Linked DNA regions of Ovis aries: region 2 is linked to region 1. The links are chromatin contacts, called in public Hi-C maps. All regions are on one chromosome and are shown on one strand. Each heading gives the region's core, a stretch centred on a gene start, on an enhancer-like site or on the middle of the called end of the contact. The rest is flanking DNA. Distances are from core to core; before and after follow the strand shown. Region 1 holds the start of SLC12A9 (solute carrier family 12 member 9). Region 2 holds the start of NYAP1 (neuronal tyrosine phosphorylated phosphoinositide-3-kinase adaptor 1).

Region 1 (4,219 bases), core at 1,146-3,645:
AAGAGGAGATTAGATGAGATCACCAAGGGAGTGGGTGTAAGTGGTTAAAAGAAGTCTGTGGACTGAGCTTCTAGTGCTCAATGGAGCCTCTGATCAATGGGGCCTCTTGGCTGTTTCTCCAACACCTAGGGGTGCTCCAGAGTTGAAATGAGAAGAGGAGGAGCCAGCGAAGGAGACTGGAGGATAGTTGCATTTACCAGGGCTGTGATTTTGCCGGAGGGTGTTATAAAGGGAGCGAGGGGTAAGGCAGTGCTTTTCACTGACTGTGAACTTTAAGCTGGGTAACGAGGGAAGTAAGTGGAGGGCAGTGGGCAGAGGGCAGGATCAACGAATTGGGGGTCCAGTGAGGTTGAGGATTGCTGGGGTCAGGGCATAACAAGGACCCTCTTCTTCATCAAACTTCAGTCAAGTTCCTCTGAAATCTCTTCTGGACTTGGCCTCCACCTTGGCCCTCATCCTTGCTGGGCATGTCTAGCCCAGTTCAGAGAGAATCCATCCATCCTTCATAATTGATCACCCTGGCCTTCCTTCAGCAAGGATCCTGTTAAGCCTCTTTAGCTAGAATTCCCCTATGCTTGGTGCTGCTTCTTAGTAATTTTCCATCCACTGACCCCCTCATTCTGCTAGTTGACTATAAATCCCCAGGTTTCTCTGCTCTGTTTCGAGTTGAGCACATTCTTTCTCCCCTTCTGTGTCTTGATACCTATTGCAGTAGCCCTGAATAAAGTCTTTCCTACTGTTTTACTAAGTGTCAGATTAATATTTTTCCTCAACAGGCATAACTAGAAGTGATGGACTAACAGAGGAAAGGATCCAGTTATTGGTAATGATAAAGTCTAGGCATTACCATTGGGTGGGATGGAGAGTGAGATCTATGCAGAAGTGGAGTTTAAGCAAGTGCCAGCCTAGAGTGTTGGAGGTCTCATCAATGCGGATATTGAAATCACCAAAAATTGTAATAGGAGGGATGTGAGAGAGACCCTGGAGTCAAGCTCTGTGTCGTGGGTAGCAGGGATGACTGATGAAAATGCATTTACTACTCGAGAGACCGCTCCCTGGCAAAGCCACATTCGCACCGGTTTGAATCTCTTCCTCTCTTAGGGAAACGTTACAGCTAATTTACAGCCAAAGCCCAGTGGCAGGAAAAGCAGTGTTCATTTCCTGAGGCTCAAATGACAGTGTAACCACAAAGGCCTCTATGAAAGTTAGGAAATTATTACTGAAGTTCTCCAAGCTTCAATTTCCTATTGTGAAAAATGGAAGTCACAGCAGGATCCACCTCACAAAGTGCTTATGCATATTTAATACAGTATGGTATGCAGATAGTTTATTGAGCATTTCAGTATTGTTCTCAAGTGCCTATTCAAGTTTATTGAACTCGCACAGCAACCTTATGCAGGAGGGTCTATCTACAGTGGACGAATGGGATGTCACCAGGTAGTGCCAATGTTGACCATACCTGTCAAGAGTTAAGGTGGGCGGTGGTGGTTTAGTCACTAAGTGGTGTCTGACTCTTGCAAGCCCACGGACTGCAGCCTGCCAGGCTTTTCTTGTCCATGGGATTTCCCCAGCAAGAATACTGGAGTGGGTTGCCATTTTCATCTACAGGGAATCTTCCATTTCTTTCTCCAGGGGATCTTCCCGTCCCAGGGATTGAATCCGCGTCTCCCTCTCCTGCATTGCAGGCGGATTCTATATCGCTGAGCCACCTGGGAAGGCCTTAAAGAGTTAGGAGGGGAATCCTGACTCCTGAAGGTTCACAAGTCCTGTAATCATTGCTGGAGGGGGCAACCTTGCTGGGAACCACGAGAGCGGGCGGGGAACGAGACTGAACCAACCAAGGCCAGCGCCTCCAGGGCCCGGATCGGCAGCCAATGGCGCCCTCAGGTGGTGGAAGCGAGGAGAGCAGCCGGTGGGCTGGACCCGGCGCTAGGGGAGGGCGCCGCAGGGGTGAGGGCTGGGGCTGGAACGTGGTGCACTGGACCGGGATCCGGGAGGCTGGAAGAGGCGGACCCCTTAAGGCGTAGGCCGACAGGGCCCAGCCTTCCGAGCGGCGCACCTGGGCCAGGTTTCGTGGCCCCGCCCACCTGCCGGAGGCCTTTCGCCGTCAGGACACGCCCCTTTCAGCAGCGTCACCGCCCAGCTCCGAGTGGGGTCCCGCCCACGCGGCGGGCGCTCGTTTGCACCAGGGTGATGGGTGCAGTGGGAGCTGTGGCCAACGCCGTGCCGGAGACGTGCGTCTGAGGGGCTACCCCTGGCTGCACCCCGATCGCACGTGGGGTGGGGAGCCGCGCTGCCAGCGTGAGCCCGGTGGGGCGGGGCTTCCCCCGGGCGCGCCCAGGGGGCGGGGCCGGGCCCGGGGACCAATGGGGCGCGTGTGTGCGGGTGGGGGGCAGGCTCCGGGCCTGGCATCCCGGTAGCCGCAGCTGTCTTTTCCGGCCCCCGCGCCCCCTCAGCCAGTAGCAGACCCCTCCCGCTGTCGGGGATCACCCCCGAGCGACTGCGTCCTCCAGTGGGTAAGTGAGCGCGCTGCCACACCCGGGCTGTGAGAGTGCGCCTGGTCGGGGAGAAGCGAATCTCGGCCCGCTCCAACCCGCCCCGGGGAGAAAGTGGGGAGGAACCGGTGCAGGAAGGAGGACCACCTTGTGCGGCCGGCGATGATGTTTTTGTTTTGGTCGTCGGGGAGTGGCGGGGACGGTAGAGTTTGGGGGATGCCTTGTGTGGGTGGGAGGAATCTGGTGAGGTTAAAGAGAGAGGAGGCTGTCTGAGATGGGCTGAGGGAAGAGGGTTGATGGAGGGCGGGGCTTTGGAAGATTGAGAAGTTTCCTATTGCCCGGGGATGAGGTGATTGCATGGAGGATCTTGGGGGGCAGCTCAGGACCCCGGGGTGAGGAGGGCCTCCTGTCCATAACTCACTTCCCCTTTGAGGGATTTGCTTCCTCTTGTGCTGCTAGTTAAGGAGGTGGAGGATCTTTGCACCTTTCCAGAGCTGCTGCCATCCCTCCTCTCAGGGATATGGGGGAAAGGGGTGGCCCCAGGAGCTGGGAGGGGCCTTCGTACCCAGTCCTGAGGCTTGGAGCCTGCATTGGTGGGGCAGTGGCCAGAGTCAGCCTGCTCCCCGCCCCTCGCCCCCCCCCCCATTAACTCTTGGAGTTGCTGGTGAACGTGTGAGTGTGTGTGTGTGTTTCCTTTTGGAGGCAGTTTCTGGGTGTTTGATTAGAGGTGTTTTGTGGGGTCTCCACAGAGCTGCTTTCACTCAGCAAACTCTTTGCAGGCCTTGTAACCCGTTGGTAGCTTCCTCTGGACCATGGCCAGTGAGAACTCTCCTCTGCTGGCCTACCGGCTCCTGGGGGAGGAGGGGGTTTCCTTCCCTGCCAATGGGGCCGGAGGTCCTGGAGGGGCACCGGCCCGGAAACTCTCCACCTTCCTGGGTGTGGTGGTGCCCACGGTCCTGTCCATGTTCAGTATAGTGGTTTTCTTGAGGATTGGTGAGTTGGCGCTGGTTTACTCGAGGGTGGGACTGGAATGAGGTTGGGGAAGGGCCCTGGGAGAAGCTGGTGAATGAAGGGCTTGGGGGAGGGGCCCCCAGGGGCCTTGGGCTTAGCTCTACCCTGAGGTAACTGATGACCGGTCGGGGTGGGAGGGATGGGAGGGGCGGGAGGGGTGAGCCGCCGTCTGACCTGCTTTGCCACTCCTGTCCCAGGGTTTGTGGTGGGTCATGCTGGTCTGCTTCAGGCTTTGGCCATGCTCCTGGTTGCCTACGTCATCCTGGCCCTCACCGTGCTCTCCGTCTGTGCCATCGCCACCAACGGAGCTGTGCGAGGGGGCGGAGCCTACTGTATCCTCAACCGTTGGTGGACGGAGGTCTGGGCTCTTCTGTCTTAAGCGGGGAGGAGAGGGCCCCTCCCTGCATCTCCTGGGGGGCAGGCCAGTTCTAATGAACATCCAGTGGACAGGTTGGCATGGAGAAGGTCACCAGCGTGGCCCTACACGGTAGAGCCCCTGTCGTTGAGTCCCCCAGGTGTCTCCGTGGCTGCCATTTTAGCTCTAACAGTCCCGTCAGATAATCTTCATCTTATGAGCAAGGACATTCAAGAGCGCTAGTGACTTGGACAAAGCCACGTGGCTCGGGAGTGGCCACACGGGGACACACCACGTGTGGGAACAGTTCCGTGTGTTCAGGGAGACAAGGCCTGGAGGGCCAGCTGCTCGGTGCTTT
Region 2 (4,219 bases), core at 824-3,323, 270 kb before region 1:
TAAAAGGAACTCCTAAAGGACCCGAGATGCAGTTTCGACAATTCTCAGCTCACAGCCGAACTTGTTTCATCTATACCCTCAAAATCTCTCGTGGTATTGTGCTGGAGTATTTGCATCAAACCCCAAACATCGCACTGTTCCTCTTGTTAGATGTGGAAATGGAGACCCAGGAGGTTCAAAAAGGCTGTCAGTGGTGGCGCAGGGACACTTCTCACTCAGGTGTGTCCTTGTCTGGCTCCCTAGATAGGGAGAAACCAGGAAGGCGCGCTAAGGAAGGTGCTGACTTGCATTTTCTCTACCAACCGCTGTTCACACATGAGCACCCATACAGATATGCCCGCCTGGAGGAGGAACCTGGCTGGCCACAAACCCTGACCCTTTCTCTCACCCCCACCTCTCACCCTTCCCATCCCCTGCTCACTATGGAGAAGCCACACACACTCATTAAGTGCCTACTGTGTGCTTGACAAGACTGAGCCACTAACACACTTTCATATGCTTGGCAACATTCTGAAGCGAACTGTTTCAGCAAAAGCAGGGTTTAATGACCACATCTGCTGTCACTCCCGGGTTCGTCAGATGGAACTCTTTCCAAGCATACTAAAATTCTTCAAAGTTGTCCATTTCGCATAATTAGCTCATGGATTCTCAAAACAGCCCAGGGCAGACATGGGGTGGGTTTTGAGCTCCAGTGTCTAAGCTGAGGAAACTGAGGCTTGGGTTACTTGCCCAAGGCCTCCGAGTTAGCATTTGATGCCATTGAGACTAGCTGACCCGTCCTTCCTTCCTCAGGTTAGCTCATGGAAAATTTTAACCACCCTTTAAGCAAAAACAAACCTAAACCCCTTCCCCCCAGTTTATATATTTCTTTTTTATCTCTTTGTTAACATGCATCTGCACTCCTCTCTCTCTTCACGGCAACAACGGCTACCACAGCCAGATCCCGAGGCCTCCCAAGTGGTGAGGTCCAGGAAGCAGCCTCCCACACAACCCCTCACCCCACTCTCTCCCCTCTGGCAAAATTCACAGCACAGCCCCGCGGCTCCGCCCCCAGAGCCTCCTTCCTTCCGCGATGACTAGCTACAAACTATTCAAACTTATCTTTGAATCCTCCCCTTCCCACCACCTCAGACACTGCATCGACTTGGGCTCCTCCGTGTCTACAGTCCCAGGGACATTGATGGTCTTTGTGGAAATGTTTGTTGAGTGAATAGATAAAAGTTCATTCACACCAAGATGTGTAAATATGAAACCATAGTTACGTATTTTGATGAGTTAACTCTCCCAGGGGCATTTATAATGCCTTCTATTAAATGTGGGGCAATTTACGACCTACAAAGCTGTAGTCATGATTTGGTGGAGTCAAAGGTTACTGGGAGGATGACTTGGGCCATGGGGGCGGATGGGCAGAAGACGTTAGCCCAGGCGGTGAAACAAGGTCTGGACTCCTGGGAAGCTGCAGGGATAAGGCGATGAGCACCCAGCGAAACAGCCTCACTGCCCTCCCTGTACCTGGGGGGCGGCTGGAAGACGCCGCGCGGACAAGGGAGCACGCCCCCTGCTGGACAAAGACGCGGATGGTCCGGCTGCCGACTCTCAGAGCCCCTCCGCCCGGAAACCGGCCCCACCTGCCGGCCTCGCCGCCTCACTGCACTCCGGGCCCCGCAGCCGCAGCCTCGCCCCGGCCGGACGCGGGGTGCGCACCCGGCGAGCGCCGGGCGCACGGGGTACGCGCGTGTGTGCAGGCCCCGGGCCGCCGCTGGGGGGCGCCGCTGCGCGCGGCACCCCGCACCCCCGATTGCTCTGCCGGGGCCTTGGACATCGAACTCAGCGCGGCCCGGCCGGGCAGGGGCGAGGGGCGGCGAGGAGCGGACGCCCCAAAGCGGGGCGGGCTGGCTTCAGGTCCCCCAAATCTCCGACTGCCCCCCGCGGGCTCTGCTGGCTCCATGCCCCCCACCACCCCAGCCTAGCAGCACAGCGCGGCCGCGCCGCTCCCACTCCGTCCTTGGAGGGTGTGGAAGGGTGGGTTTGGGGCCGGGGGCGGGTCTGGGGGCGGACCCGGAGGCGGGGCTGTCTCTGCGGCAGGGCCCTGTTCGGCTCCCCCTGGTCTCTGTCTCTCCTCCTCCCTCCTCCAGCTCCGGGCGGAGCCCGGCATGGGGGGGCCGGCGCCCGGCAGGCCAGGTACGGTGATGTAAAAATTGGGGAGGCTTGGTGCCGGGAGGTGGGATGGGGGGACAAGAGGTAGGGAGGAGTGGCGGGGCAAGAGACGGAGAAACCCAGGGTAGCAGGACAAGGGGAAGGGGAGGGGTGCCCGGGAACCTGGGGCCTTCGGATGGAGAGGGGGTGAAGCCGACCAGGTTTGGAACAGACAGGGGAGGGAGAGGACGGCAGTGAGGAGGGGCGCCCAGGAGGAGAGGCGAGGCTGAAGGCGCAGAGGAGAGTGTGTTTGGGGGAAGGGAAACCGGAGCAGGTATGGAGGCCGCCGCTCCGAAGGCAGCTATGGGGCCAGACTGGAGACCCCCGGGTGAGAGGGAGGGGCGGAGACTGGGAGAAGGAAGCCGGGAGCCTCCCAGATCCTGGAGGAGGAAGGTGATTTGGGCCATCAGCGAGGGAGGCGGGGACGGCCGCTGAGGGGCCAGGGTACAGGAATAGGGGTGGATAGAAGCCCGGGCCCAGGCACAGGTCTGGCGAGGGGGTCGTCAGGGAATGGAGAGACATGGATGGGTGGTCTTGTAGGTGCCCAACTCAGAGTGCCTCCACCCTTTCTCCAGCGTCCCCGCCCTACCCCCATGACAACCCCCCCCACCCCAGCCTCAGGTCCCAAGAAGGGGTAGGGAGTCTGACTGTCTCCCCCTTCCCCAGCCGGGTGCAGTGTAGACAAGTAGGCCCCGGCATAACTCCTTGTCTATAGGTACGTCCAGTTCGGTGCAGCCGATCTGTGTGTATCTGGAGGTCTGTGTGTGCTGTGGGTGTGTCGGGGTGTTTATGTCTCTGTGTCTGGCTGATCTAGGTTGTGTTTACCTATGTCAGTTTGTGTGTCTGGTCCTCTGTTTGTAGAGATGGGGCCGTGACCCGGTGGTTTGTGCGTCTGAGTGTGTGTTTGTGTGCCTGCAGGGCTGCTGTAGGTCTGTGGGGCCTGTCTGAGTGGTGGATCAGGCTGGATTTACAGGATGGGGAGCTGTATCAGTCTGATCACTCCAGAGTGTGTGTGTGGCTCTGACACCTTTGTCAGGGTGTGTGACTCTATACATGTCTGTCTGTCTGTGGGTCCTGGAGGCGGAGTTGGGTTTTCTGTGCCTGCATCTGTTTTCCTCTCTCTGAGGACCCGAGTCACATCTCTGCTCCTTTCTCTCTCTCTCATTCATTCCTGGCCCCGACCCACCCCACATATTTCTTTTTTTCCTTTCCCCTCTCCACCAAGTGGATCCGGGACCCAGGGAGGGTCGCCCCCCGGGCCTGGTGGCACTGAGCAGGGCCCCCCAGCCCCCACCTCCTGCCCCACGACATGAACCTCCTCTACCGAAAAACCAAGCTGGAGTGGAGGCAGCACAAGGAAGAGGAGGCCAAGAGGAGGTAAGGCTGCAGCCCCAGAGCGCCCCCTCTCCTGTCCCACGTCCTCTCTCCCCCACCCCAACCCGGCCGGGCCACATCCCTCTCTGCCCTTCCTGAGCCCAGCAGCCTGGTCATCAGTCTGATCTCAGAGTCTGTGCTCAGTACAGAATTGCTGGAATTGCACACGCCCTGTCTCTGTCTTGCTCATGGCTCCTGGCTCCAGCCCCTGCCCTGGCCTCTGAGGGGGCTTCTGGCTCAGGGGCCCCCTGTTGGCTTTTCCCCATCCCCAGAGGCCCAGGTCACTCCCTCCTGATCACCTCTGGCCTGTGATCTCCTCTCTGACAGTATGGGGCTGGCTCTTGGTTCCCCTGTCACCTGACCTTGGAAGGGGCAGGCCCTGCTGCCCTCATGGTCCAGGATGGAGTCATTTGAGGGGCACCAGAAACAATCCACTTGGCCCCTTTCCAGTGACAGGATTGTGTGTGTGTGTGTGTGTGTAGTGGGGGACATGCAGGCTGGGCCCTGCAGAAGAGGCAAGGCTTGGAACTGACACCCCCCACACACTGCTTGCCCCCTCCCCTTGTCCCCCCAGGGACCTGGCGCCTGGCCTCTTCCGTCTTGCTCCCTTCTCTTCTTCACTCCCGTTGATGGCACAGCCTCTTGGAGC

The links. Hi-C and Micro-C count contacts between places; a contact is called where the count stands out from the background.
Region 2: a Hi-C map of liver shows a contact between it and region 1, with 2.6 times the contacts expected there. The contact joins the promoter of NYAP1 here to the promoter of SLC12A9 in region 1. A contact is called at or near these places in 5 of 16 Hi-C or Micro-C datasets (blood, hypothalamus, liver and 2 more).

What each region holds. Positions count from the first base shown.
Region 1 is chr24:36,229,554-36,233,772 of ARS-UI_Ramb_v3.0, reverse strand. It overlaps SLC12A9 (solute carrier family 12 member 9), which reads left to right and starts at 2,395. Exons shown (of 14, transcript XM_042240197.1): 1 at 2,395-2,516; 2 at 3,275-3,488; 3 at 3,704-3,838. The coding sequence starts at 3,308.
Region 2 is chr24:36,503,061-36,507,279 of ARS-UI_Ramb_v3.0, reverse strand. It overlaps NYAP1 (neuronal tyrosine phosphorylated phosphoinositide-3-kinase adaptor 1), which reads left to right and starts at 2,073. Exons shown (of 7, transcript XM_042240222.2): 1 at 2,073-2,181; 2 at 3,422-3,573. The coding sequence starts at 3,506.